4 separate regions of the Mus musculus genome follow, and all the other regions are linked to region 4. The links are chromatin contacts, called in public HiChIP or PLAC-seq maps. All regions are on one chromosome and are shown on one strand. Each heading gives the region's core, a stretch centred on a gene start, on an enhancer-like site or on the middle of the called end of the contact. The rest is flanking DNA. Distances are from core to core; before and after follow the strand shown. Region 1 holds the start of 9330175E14Rik (RIKEN cDNA 9330175E14 gene). Region 2 overlaps Nup93 (nucleoporin 93). Region 3 overlaps Adgrg3 (adhesion G protein-coupled receptor G3). Region 4 holds the start of Pllp (plasma membrane proteolipid).

Region 1 (2,700 bases), core at 120-2,619, 260 kb before region 4:
CAGTGCTAATGCACTGTCTCCCCATTCCTCCCCCAGAGCATTCTGGGAAAGTTGCTTCACTGTGGGATGTCACAGAAACCATCCTCAGGAGGAGCCTGGCCTCCTGTTCTGGGACAAAGACAAGAGGCAGGGCAGGTTGTAGAACTTGGAACAGAGACAGGAACTTTCCAGGGCTGACGCTGGCCCTGTAGTCCTTTTCTTACCGCCCACCTCTTTCCATCCCTTATCCCTGCACCAAGCTTTCTTCTGTAGCCTAGGCAACCCTTGCACCCAGGGACCAGCAGAGACACACCTGGAGGCCGCGCTTGTCCAGGTCAGGTCTCAGGTGATGAGCCGCTGTCGCCACTGGACCCTGGACCCAACTCCACGAAGTTTTGCTCAGTGGCTCCTCCTGCCTTCATCCTACATCGTCTCTGGGAAGTGTAGAAAGAAGGGTTGTGCGGGTCCTGCTGCGCTCTGGCCCCACCCACTTCCTGGCAGATGCCCACCTTACCCAGTCTCAGTAGTCAGAGAGGCATGTCCCGCTGCGATCTCCAAGCCGCGGCGGGTTCCGGGCACGCTACTCGCGCGCCCTGGGGCTGGCACTTTGAATCCACGTGATTTCTCGGCAGCGGCAGTAGAGTCTATGAACTAGCGAACAGCGCCCGCTCAGTGGCCACTTTCAGTTTCCACAGAGCGCGGTGGAGAGGGAGCTGAACTGGTGAGTTACCTGCCCAAGCCGGGGCGCGGAGGGAGATCTGTGCCTAGAGAGAGGAGGGGGTGTCAGGGGCTAGGTGGATAGACAAACGGACTGAGGGGCCCGGGTGGGTTGGGGTACTGGTGGCTTAGCAAAATGCAGTCGGACACTGTAATTTGGGGACCACAGAAATTGGAGGGAGTGGCTCAGTTTGGGAAAAAACTTTGTATGTCTGTGCGCCCCCTCTCCTGGTGCCTGCCACACTTGTCATCCCCCACCCCCAACCATACTTTCTTCTTGTTTTTTTTTTTTTCTTTTCAATGCCTTTGCTTTAATAATAATCCAGAAGCCGCCCTGTTTGCTACATATAATTCTGAATTTTCAGCCAAAACAACAAAACAAACAAACAAACAAACAAAACCCCACCTTTTATTAGACAGATAGAATTTGGCTGAACCGTAGCAACTTGCTGTTCTATAGAGGAAAGCTGCGTTCTCTAAGAGTTGCCAACCTCAGGTCGGTGGCTTCTGGCTACCAACATTGTGTTGGAACAAATACTAGATATTAAGGAATGTACAAAAAGACAGGGATCTTTAAAAACAAAAACAAAAACAAAACAGAATATTGTGTTTTAAAAGAGAACGATGTTTCTTGAATGTCCATCACCTGTATTTCTAATGATCATTGAAACTTTCCAGTCACAAGGGTAAGCCTGGGCAGCCTTTTGTCCCTGGCCTACCACAATGCCACGTGGGGTTTAAACCATTTTTTTTCCACTCAGAAAAGCTGAGCTGGGAGCTCTGGGAGGTTCCTGGAGAATTCTGGGTCTTCAGTACTATTGGTATATATTGTCAGGATTCTTCTGAAAAGGGCGGGAGGGGCTTCATACAGAAAAGGTATTTTGAAAATTGACCTTCATGATTGGGGGAAAAGGCTAGAAAATGACCAAAGGTGGGTGTAGCTGAGCCATACCTGCAGCTTTCTCTTCCTGAATCGCTTTCTTGCAAAGAAAGGAAACCCGGAAACCTGCCAGGTTCCCTCTGGGATGTAGCTCAGAGACAGGGCAGACCCTGGTTTGAGTCCCCGGCGCCACAAAAATAAGGCACCAGGCCTGAGCTCCCACCAGAGAACAGAGTGGGCGGGAGTGACTGGAAGTTCATAAGGCCCCTCATGGTGTACTGTCCACAGACCAGCACCAGCAATTATGCCTTGCCTGCCCTGCCTCCAGGACCAGCGCCCATCTGTCTTGGAATAGGACCTCTGGGTGCTCTCAATACTGTGCATCATGACCATGAGTTACGATTTCAGATCTTGGAAGGTTGGTTCCCCATCTATAGTACAGACATTATGTTCAAAATTTATCTCCTGAATCGAGTGAGACGAAATAGAAACAATGCCTCGGCCACAAGTGTGAGGAGCCTGGGGTCCTGATGGGACAAATGCCGAAGCTAAGGGAACGCCTTAGTGCCTTAGTCTGCTTAGTCCGGTCTGCCCAGAAAGCACAGGTTGGCCTGATCTCAGAAGCTAAGTATGCTTAGGCCTAGTAAGCACTTGGTTGGGAAAGTCTGCCTAGACCTGTTCCCGGACCAGCCCGAGGATAGCAGTACCTGGTCAATGTCTATGTGCTCTCTCTCTCTCTCTCTCTCTCTCTCTCTCTCTCTCTCTCTCTCTCTCTCTCTCTCTTTCTCTCTTCCCTCTAGAAAGAGTTCAACAAAACTCTGTAGATTCTCTTCTCCCATATTTTGTGCTGTGTGTTGGGTAAAGAAGACATCCCCACTGCCTCTGAACGTGACCTTATTTGGACACAGGGTGACTGCAGACACTTAAGATGAGGTTGTAGGGTGGGCCCAGTAAGACTTCTGCCCACTAATAGAGGCGATCAGCATATCCACATAGATACCTCAGGAAGGCGGCCATCTTGGGGAGGCAGAGACTGCAACTACAAGCTGAAAGACAAAAATCCCAGCAACCAAAGTGTCCCAATCGGAAAGAGGAAGGCCCCTTTACTAGCATCCTCAGAGGAT
Region 2 (2,754 bases), core at 174-2,673, 400 kb before region 4:
ATAGTGCACTGTTAGAAAGATCTGGTCAGTGCTTGGTAGCCAAGAGATATAGTAGCTGCCAGTGGCAGACTCTCATTGTAAAACTGTCATTGTGTACAAAGACTTAGTTACTGGGTTACAAAATCTTAAGTCTGAGCCTAGTCACATAGAAATGATGTAGCTTGTGAGGCATTCTGTCAGACAACTTTTCTTGGTTGTCTAAAGAGGTGGGTATCAGGAAAGACAGAAGGTGGGAGAACTCCCTGGACTAAAGAGGAATGAAAGTGGGTGCCAGTTAAGCAAAGAGCCTTGGATTTTATAAGTTGAGTCTGGGATTTAGAAGGAAAACAATCTATTGGGTGCTATAGTTCATGTCTGTAGTTCTAGCACTTGGGAAGCTGAGGCAGAAGGATCACTATAAATACAAAGTATCCCCGTCCCCTTCCCCCCACACCTTCAGTTTCAGAACTGCTAGGACCACAGAGTAAGACCCTGTCTCAAACAAACAGAACTGGGGACGGGTGAATTGTGAATATGAGCATAGGAATCAGGTCAAATCCATTATTAAAAACTTGACAGTGGCTTGTGCTTTAGATAGTAGTTTGTTAATACTCAATTTCTGGGTGTCATAATGGCATTTGGGTTAGGTAGGAAAATATCCTGGCTCTTAGGAGGTACATGGCTGAAATGTTGGTAGGTCAGGTAACATACTTACCTTTTAACAACATTTGTAAATGCTTCTGGGAATAAACAGAATCCTGTTCCTATGTATGTTTGGGTGTGGGATAGGAAGGGTAGAGCTAGGAAATGCGTACAGATGTTAGAACCTGGTAATCTAGGTAAAGGGTAGGATGGAATTCACTGGACAATTCTGACTTTTCATGGAATTGATTTCGAATTCTTTAAAATAAGTTTTGTTTTTCAAAAGCAAACCCATTAGAGCAGTAGGCTCCACTCTTGAAGTATTGGAAATCCTCAGCTGTATTCCTAGGAATTATCTGGGGTACCTGTAGTAAAAATCTATACAATGATAAGAGTGGAATTTGCTTCATTGCATAGGTGTTTCCTTTTCTGTATGAAATTTAAAGTCAGCCCTTGCCTGTAGAACTCAGAGTCATGTGTTCTGAACATGGAGATGGATGTGTGTAGTACATGTTGTCAACCTTGACCATTTTTTTTCTTTTAAAAATGTTTCTAGTTATAAGAATTACACCCTTGTGACTGTCTTCGGAAATCTGCATCAGGCACAGCTGGGCGGTGTGCCTGGGACTTACCAGCTGGTTCGGAGTTTCCTAAACATTAAACTGCCAGCTCCTTCACCAGGACTTCAGGTACCTCTGCAGGGCCAGACACATTCCAGAGCCACTAGTTGATCTTAGGCATTCTTAGTTGAAGGGAGTTCTGTGTGGTAAAGAGGCTGGGTCGTGCTGTTTCCTGGGGGCCCTTTCAAAACCAGTCATGCAAAAATCCTGAGTAGAGGCAGGAGATGTGCCAACACCATGTCTCAGATGAGTTTTCAAAGTTAAGCTTTAAGTGCTCTCTCAGACACTTACATGTGGGTGTAAGACACGAAGTGAGGAATATGTCAGAAGTTTAAAGCAAACCAGCTGAAAGAGTGGCATTGAGTGTGATTTAGTCCCTCTGCCTGCTTGTCTTGCAGGTGGGGGTTATTTTACAGTGTCTGATAGAATGTACAAGCTAAGCTGGAGCTTTGTGCCTAAAGATGCTAGCTTCATAAAAGGTCAAACTTAACTCTTAAAGAGCAGGGGCTCACCCTCAGTGGGCCTCTGGAAGGCTGTTCCAGGCGGGGAGAACAGTGTGGACAAACAAGAGAGAAAGCAGAGTATCTGGAGTGGTAGGGCATGTGGCAGGGCTTAGCAAGCTTTGGGTTAGCTGGTAAAGGAAGGCATTGAGTCCCAAAGCTGAGCATGTGGCCTTGCATAGCTTAACCGTGTTGAAGAGGGCACGTGATGCCAAGATGAAGCTTCTGCTACAGAAGGGCGGGGAGTGCCAAGAGTTCCGAAAGAACTGACAACGAACAGTACAAGGCCAGGCCTGCTCCACGGACAAGCGAAAAGTGGGTGGGTGGTCACATCGTTGGGAGTGGGAGACAGTCACCTCGCAGCTCTTGATATCCAGACAGTTAAACATTTGGAGGGATAAGTCATGTTCAGTTTTATAAGCTCAAGTGGATGAATTGCTCTCATTAGTCAGTGACATCTTTAGCCTTTATTTTGTCAAAATCAAAGAAGGTGATCCCATTGTTGCTGGCTAGGAGAAAAAGCATAGGTGGGCTCTGTTGGCATCACAGTACCTCCAGATCCATCGCACACTGCCACTCCCAGTTTTCCCTGGACAACTCAATGTGTTTTCGAAACACAGGGAATAGGATACAATCAGTGGCTCTTAGCCCATGGGGTTATGGTGGGAACTGCGTACCTTAGCTGGGTGTCTCACATCACAAAGTGTTTGTTAGCTTTTGTTTGACTGTGCCTTTGTCTTGTAGGATGGAGAGGTAGAAGGCCATCCTGTCTGGGCATTAATTTATTACTGCATGCGCTGTGGAGACCTGCTTGCCGCATCACAAGTCGTCAGTCGAGCCCAGCACCAGCTTGGGGAATTTAAAACTTGGTTCCAGGAGTACATGAACAGCAAGGATAGAAGGTACCATGAGCACTGTGCTTTGCTGCAGATATAGACTGCATTTAGTGAGTTTCCTGTCAGTGGAGGACTGCATGGAACAGACTCTAGGTTAAGACTGATTGCTTCATAAAA
Region 3 (2,700 bases), core at 89-2,588, 340 kb after region 4:
ACCACCTGTGAGTCTTCTGCCTGGGGCCTGGCAGTTACTGTGGAGCATACCGTGCATGAGCTCTGAGAAGCCACACATGGGACCCTGTGCCCTTTACCCTTCTAAGTGCATGCAGAAGAAACCATCTGGCTCATGCAGTTAATGCCCAAAGACATCTGTCTGCCCTGCACACGTGAACACACGTGCCCCCTACACCCTCCCACCCCATGTTCATAAATGTGTGGGGACCTGGGGAACCCCTCTGCATACATGCTTTCCACCCCTGCCAGGCAATGATCCTGAAGACAGGCATGCACGCACAGACAGGCAGACCCTCTTGTGCCATACATGTTGTATACCCTACATGCACAGTGGTCCAGGGAGCATCAACCGATGGAGTCGATCTCCCCATGTAAGCTACAGAGAGCTTCCTCTTAGGGCAAGACCCCTGGTGGTGCCCCGTCTTCTCTTCTCTCCCCCTTTCCTGCCTCCCTCCTCTTCTGACTCCCACTCTCTGGTTTCAGAACGTGATCCTCACCTGTGTATTCTGGGATATGGCTAAAGGTAGGTTTGGAAGACGTTTCTAGAATGAGAAAGGAGCAAGCTTCCACGGGGCAGAGGGTGAGGGCAGAGGCAGGCTCTCCCTCCCTCCTCCTCTGCTCTTACTTTGCTGTGGGCCACAGGAGACTGGGATTCCCACGGCTGCTCCACGGTGCCCGGGGATGGGAGAACTGTCTGCCGTTGCGACCACTTGACCTTCTTCGCCTTGCTGCTGGTAACAGCCCATCCATCCTGATTGCAGTGGTCCAGCTTCTGTCCCTGGGAGAGGCTGCCTGGGCTGGCTGGGGTTTGGGAGATGTGTGGGTCTGGCCCATCAGTGATGTGATCAGAACTTGGGGTCATCTACAGAGGCCGATCTTGGACCTGGCCACGGCACAGACTCTCACTCGCATCTCCCAGGCAGGCAGTGCCGTCTCCATGATCTTCCTGGCCTTCACCATGGTGCTCTATGTTGCCTTCAGGTGAGTGAAGACATCTCCTTTTCCTCCTGCCCTCAAGGAGGTACAGGATAGGGATAAGATGTCTTTGTTCTGTGGCCTCTCATCGTCTTCTCTGGCCTTTTGTGTGCTCTCTGAGAATGTAGGACATAGGGTTGAAGTTGAAAGAGGCAGAAATTCAACTCAGATTGGCCAACACGCAGGGCATGAGTGATTTGTGGAACTAGGAAACTCACATCATGTGGCCTCCAGGCAGGGAAAGAACTAAAGACTCCAGCTGAAGCCCCAGGGATTGGTCCCTCCCTTCACAGCTTGCCCTGGGATTGGTCCCTCCTTTCACAGCTTGCCCTGGGATTGGTCCCTCCCTTCACAGCTTGCCCTGGGATTGGTCTCTCCTTACACAGCTTGCTCTCTCTCCTCTCAGGATGTTAATTTCACCCTGGTGCCTGGAGAACTTCGGGCTCAGGTCCCAGCTCCTTAGATATTCAAGCAAAAGTGAAGCCCCAGAGTTGAAGGCTTTGAGAACAAACATTTCGAAATAATTATAGACTAACTGAAAATTGCAAAAATAGCACAGACAGTCTGTGGTTCCTTCCTGGAACTTCCCCAAGTGTCATGTCGTATGTAACTATAGCATATCATCAAAGCCAGGAAGTTGGCAGTGGCAGAGAATAGCTAAGTAGTCTCAAGACCCCTTCAGCTCCACCACTTTGGAGATCGTGTGTGTGTGTGTGTGTGTGTGTGTGTGTGTGTGTGTGTAGTATGGGTGTACACATGTATATGCGTGTGTGCACATGTGTATAGTGTATGTGCACATGTGCACGCATGGGCATACACATGTATATGTGTGTGTGGTGTATGGTGGGGATATGGATGTGGTGTATGGTGGGGATATATACACATGTATGTGTGTGTGTGGTGTATGGTGGGGATATGGTTTGCAAGGTCCTGTCTAAATAAAACTACATGGCCCAGTGTTCAGAGTAGTCCTAGTTGCAACAGATGGTTGACTATTAGCCAAGTGTGTGGTCCCTGTGGGCACAGGACTCTAGGGTTCATACCCCTGAGATGCTGGGTGTTCCATGTGTGTGCATGTTTAGCTTATGAATACTCAGTTGTTTTAGGGTCTGACTTTGATCACAAGCCAAGGACCAATTGGACCACTATGGTTACAGGGTAGAACACACAGGCTGGCCATTTGACTACTCATGCATTTAAGTGACAAGGGACAAAGCCACTTACTTGTGGCTAAGTGTGGGGAAGGATGCCCCTTCTGGGATACATGAGCTTCTCCAAAAAGAAGCAGGCACAGGAAAGAAACAGGACCAGATAGTGCTGTCACTTGGCTGTCCTGAGCCAGGATTTGACCAAGAAACCCTCAGACCTGCTGAGTTGAAGGAGCCTGTGGGTTCAGCCTCTGCTCATCGTTGCCTATCCTTATCCCCTAGAGCCCAGGCTTACTGGAACCCACCTGGAACATTCTTTTTTTTTAATTAGGTATTTTCCTCATTTACATTTTCAATGCTATCCCAAAGGTCCCCCATACCCACCCCCCCCCCAATCCCCTACCCACCCACTCCCCCTTTTTGGCCCTGGCATTCCCCTGTACTGGGGCATATAAAGTTTGCAAGTCCAATGGGCCTCTCTTTGCAGTGATGGCCGACTAGGCCATCTTTTCATACATATGCAGCTAGAGTCAATAGCTCCGGGGTACTGGTTAGTT
Region 4 (2,700 bases), core at 33-2,532:
TGTCTGCGCGGCAGAGTTAAATTGGTCCCAGAAGAGAGCCTCATGCTACCCTCCCTGATCTCATCAAAACCAAACAGTACCCAAAACCACTCCAGGAGAAGACATTAAAATGCAAATTTCTTGCTGCGCTTTTGGAGATTCAAAGAGCAGTTTCACATTTTTTCCGGGGTTGGGGCCCAAGAATCTGAATTTTAAACAAACCCAGGGAGGAGACGGAGGGGGAAGGGGGAAGGGGGAAGGGGGAAGGGCGAAGGCTCACCAAGGAAGATCAGAAATCTCGAAACCAAGATAGTATGTATGCCCTAGGTGGAGATGGCCCAGGAAAGCCTCCCGACTCCCCAGCCCGGCCTGGCAGCCTGGCTCGAGGTGCCCACTGGAGGGATGATGACAGAAACAGATGCATGCCCACCTGCGGTGCTACCCTATTCCTCTACCAGCGGACCTCTCAGTTAATGGAGACCGTTCCCTAGGGGCAGCCACAGGCCTCCAGACCCTCGCAGGAGGGGACTATGAAAAGACAGCTGACATCTCAGAATGCACCCAATGGGAACGGGCAACTCTAGGATCTTCAGCTGGGACCTGCACAGAGTACGGGGGATGGCAGACACGTGGTTTCTTGCCTCTGCGAATCTCCACAGCCCAAGGAAGGAGATTCGACCAGCAGACCCTGGGTAGGTGCCCTGGTGGGAGCGCGCGTGTCAGAGCCACTGATGTGGTGTTCTGCCCTGTCCAGGAGGGCTACAGAGCGGTCGCATTTAGTGGTTAAAGCCGGGTGAAGAGGAGGGCAGTGGACTTTGCCCGGCGGAGAAAGCCAGGGCACGGTCCCAGAGGGAAGGGGGAAGGGTAGAAGAGAAGGGACAGACTGGCGGACAGTTGTGCGCAGCTATCTCAGCTACGGTATCGCCACGGTAACCACCCGGGTAGGGTGTGTATGGTCCCCTCCACAAGAGTCATGCTGTGCTCGCAGGGATGTCACACGAGCGTCCCCAGGTGCAAGCTTCCCGGCGATCTTGGGAGTGAGCGTCCCGGGGGTCCCCGGAGAGTCCCCCATCCAGTCCCCGAGCTACCCGGCTCACCAGCTGCAGAAGCGCGAGCACCCCAAGAGCGGAGCGCACGAAGCCCAGATCCGGTCGCAGCGCAGACACAGAGGCTCCCACGCCCTGCGCGGGGCTGCTGGTCCTCGTGCTCACTTTCGACGGGAACTCCGCCATAGCGATCGCGAGCCTACGACGCTCTGGCCGCGCTCCCGGCGCTGCTCCGGGGCTGCGACTGCGGCTCCGGCTGCTGGCGCTGCTTGGGTACCCTAGACAGAACTCACAGGTGCGCGAAGCCCAGCCCCGCTCCGCCCGAGGCCCCGCCCCTTCTTGAGGCCCCGCCCCTTAACCCTGGGTTCGCCTGTTTGGATAGAGATTTTGAAGAAGTCCGTAGACCGATCTACAGACAGCCAGGCAGGAAAAAATAAATCCAGGTAGTGGCAACTGCTGCTGTGACTGAATCTAACAGGGCGAGGCAGAGTGACCAGGAGATTTTTAGATGGTTGTTTTAGGGTCTCTATTACGGTGGTAGAAAACCATGACCAAAAGCAAATTGGGGAAGAAAGGGTTTATTTGTCTTATGCTTCCATATCATTGCTCATCACTGAAGGAAATCAGGACAGGAACTCAAGCAGGGCAGAGACCTGGAGGCAGGAGCCGATGCAGAGGCCATGGAGGGGTGCTGCTTACTGGCTTGCTTCCCCTGGCTTGCTCAGCCTGCTTTCTTATAGAACCCAGGACCCAGGGATGGCACCGCTCACAATGGACTGGGCCCTCCTCCATCAATCACTGAGAAAATTCTCTACAGGGCTTGCCTAGAGCCCGATCTTATAGAGGCATTTTCTCAATCCAGGTTCCCTCCTCTTGGATTGCTATAGCTTGTATTAAGTTGACAGAAAAGGAAGGAGCACATTAGTCAAGGAAGACCTGTCAGAAGTGGTGACATTTGTGCAGAGGCCTGAATCTGTGAGTAGGAGGAAACCTTGGGAGGATTTAAGTGAGGAGCAAAGGCGCAGTGGCAGGACCAACCTAGGCAGTTGGGGAAATAGAAAGCAGGTCCCCAAAGGGACTGGAGCTGAGCACATGAGGGTGACACTGACCCCCAGTGGGTAAGGACCAGGTCACAGAAGCTGTGTAGGTGACTGTACTATCCTATGGCTCCTTGTGACAACTTATCACAAGCTCAAGGTCCTAACAAAAGTTTCTTCTCAGTGATGGAGGCTAGATATGCAAAGGCATCATCACGGAGACACAGTCATGGTGTCCTGAGCTCAGGCAACCTCTGGGGTACTTTTGCCCACTTTTTGTCTTGAGACAGGAGATTGCTCTGTAATCCAGACTGACTTCATGCTTTTGACATTCCTCGTACCTCAGGTCTTTGCAGGCTGGGATTACAGATGACCTGCCGGCAGGGGATTCTGGTACCCTACCTAGCTCTGCCTCTCCTCGTATCATCAACTCTCCTCTTACTATGCACAAGATATCTCTCTCTCTCTCTCTCTCTCTCTCTCTCTCTCTCTCTCTCTCTCTCTCTCTCTCTCATCTCTTTTGTAAGGATATGGTCATGACTATATTGCCCATCAGATAATACAGTTCAATATCCTCAAATCAGGAATTTTAAGTATTTATTCAATCACCCCATCACTAACATTCTGCAAAGATTCCT

What was found. HiChIP or PLAC-seq counts read pairs in DNA pulled down with a chosen protein or histone mark.
Region 1: an H3K27ac HiChIP or PLAC-seq map of embryonic stem cells shows a contact between it and region 4, with 2.4 times the contacts expected there. The contact joins the promoter of 9330175E14Rik here to the promoter of Pllp in region 4. A contact is called at or near these places in 1 of 39 promoter capture datasets (the SN4741 cell line), 2 of 484 Hi-C or Micro-C datasets (muscle stem cells and natural killer cells), 7 of 115 datasets of contacts at active chromatin or transcription factors (the SCID.adh cell line, effector CD8 T cells, embryonic stem cells and 2 more) and 2 of 9 other capture datasets (adipose tissue and liver).
Region 2: a contact with region 4 is called in an H3K27ac HiChIP or PLAC-seq map of large pre-B cells, with 4 times the contacts expected there. The contact joins the enhancer-like site here to the promoter of Pllp in region 4. A contact is called at or near these places in 3 of 484 Hi-C or Micro-C datasets (CD8 T cells, bone marrow-derived macrophages and conventional type 1 dendritic cells) and 3 of 115 datasets of contacts at active chromatin or transcription factors (the 230-238 cell line, large pre-B cells and pro-B cells).
Region 3: an H3K27ac HiChIP or PLAC-seq map of large pre-B cells shows a contact between it and region 4, with 2.1 times the contacts expected there. The contact joins the enhancer-like site here to the promoter of Pllp in region 4. A contact is called at or near these places in 1 of 39 promoter capture datasets (the C10 cell line) and 3 of 115 datasets of contacts at active chromatin or transcription factors (effector CD8 T cells, large pre-B cells and memory CD8 T cells).

What each region holds. Positions count from the first base shown.
Region 1 is chr8:94,433,734-94,436,433 of GRCm38.p6, forward strand. 9330175E14Rik (RIKEN cDNA 9330175E14 gene) reads right to left here and starts at 1,370. Exons shown (of 3, transcript NR_015514.2): 1 at 1,103-1,370; 2 at 494-743; 3 at 1-413. It also overlaps a transcript of Nlrc5 not described here.
Region 2 is chr8:94,299,583-94,302,336 of GRCm38.p6, forward strand. It overlaps Nup93 (nucleoporin 93), which reads left to right. Exons shown (of 22, transcript NM_001357266.1): 9 at 1,178-1,310; 10 at 2,486-2,643. Among named protein-coding and RNA genes, the nearest start is that of Mir138-2, 23 kb to the right of the region's middle. Within about 2 kb of position 1,424, at least 12 of the 459 cell types and tissues checked have an H3K27ac peak or open chromatin away from gene starts, as enhancers often do. A contact at or near this core is called in the 230-238 cell line and pro-B cells, where this site is marked.
Region 3 is chr8:95,035,938-95,038,637 of GRCm38.p6, forward strand. It overlaps Adgrg3 (adhesion G protein-coupled receptor G3), which reads left to right. Exons shown (of 12, transcript NM_173036.3): 5 at 1-7; 6 at 504-543; 7 at 663-754; 8 at 889-1,001. Among named protein-coding and RNA genes, the nearest start is that of Gm51544, 17 kb to the left of the region's middle. Within about 2 kb of position 1,339, at least 139 of the 459 cell types and tissues checked have an H3K27ac peak or open chromatin away from gene starts, as enhancers often do.
Region 4 is chr8:94,694,960-94,697,659 of GRCm38.p6, forward strand. It overlaps Pllp (plasma membrane proteolipid), which reads right to left and starts at 1,283. Exons shown (of 4, transcript NM_026385.4): 1 at 1,077-1,283. The coding sequence starts at 1,211.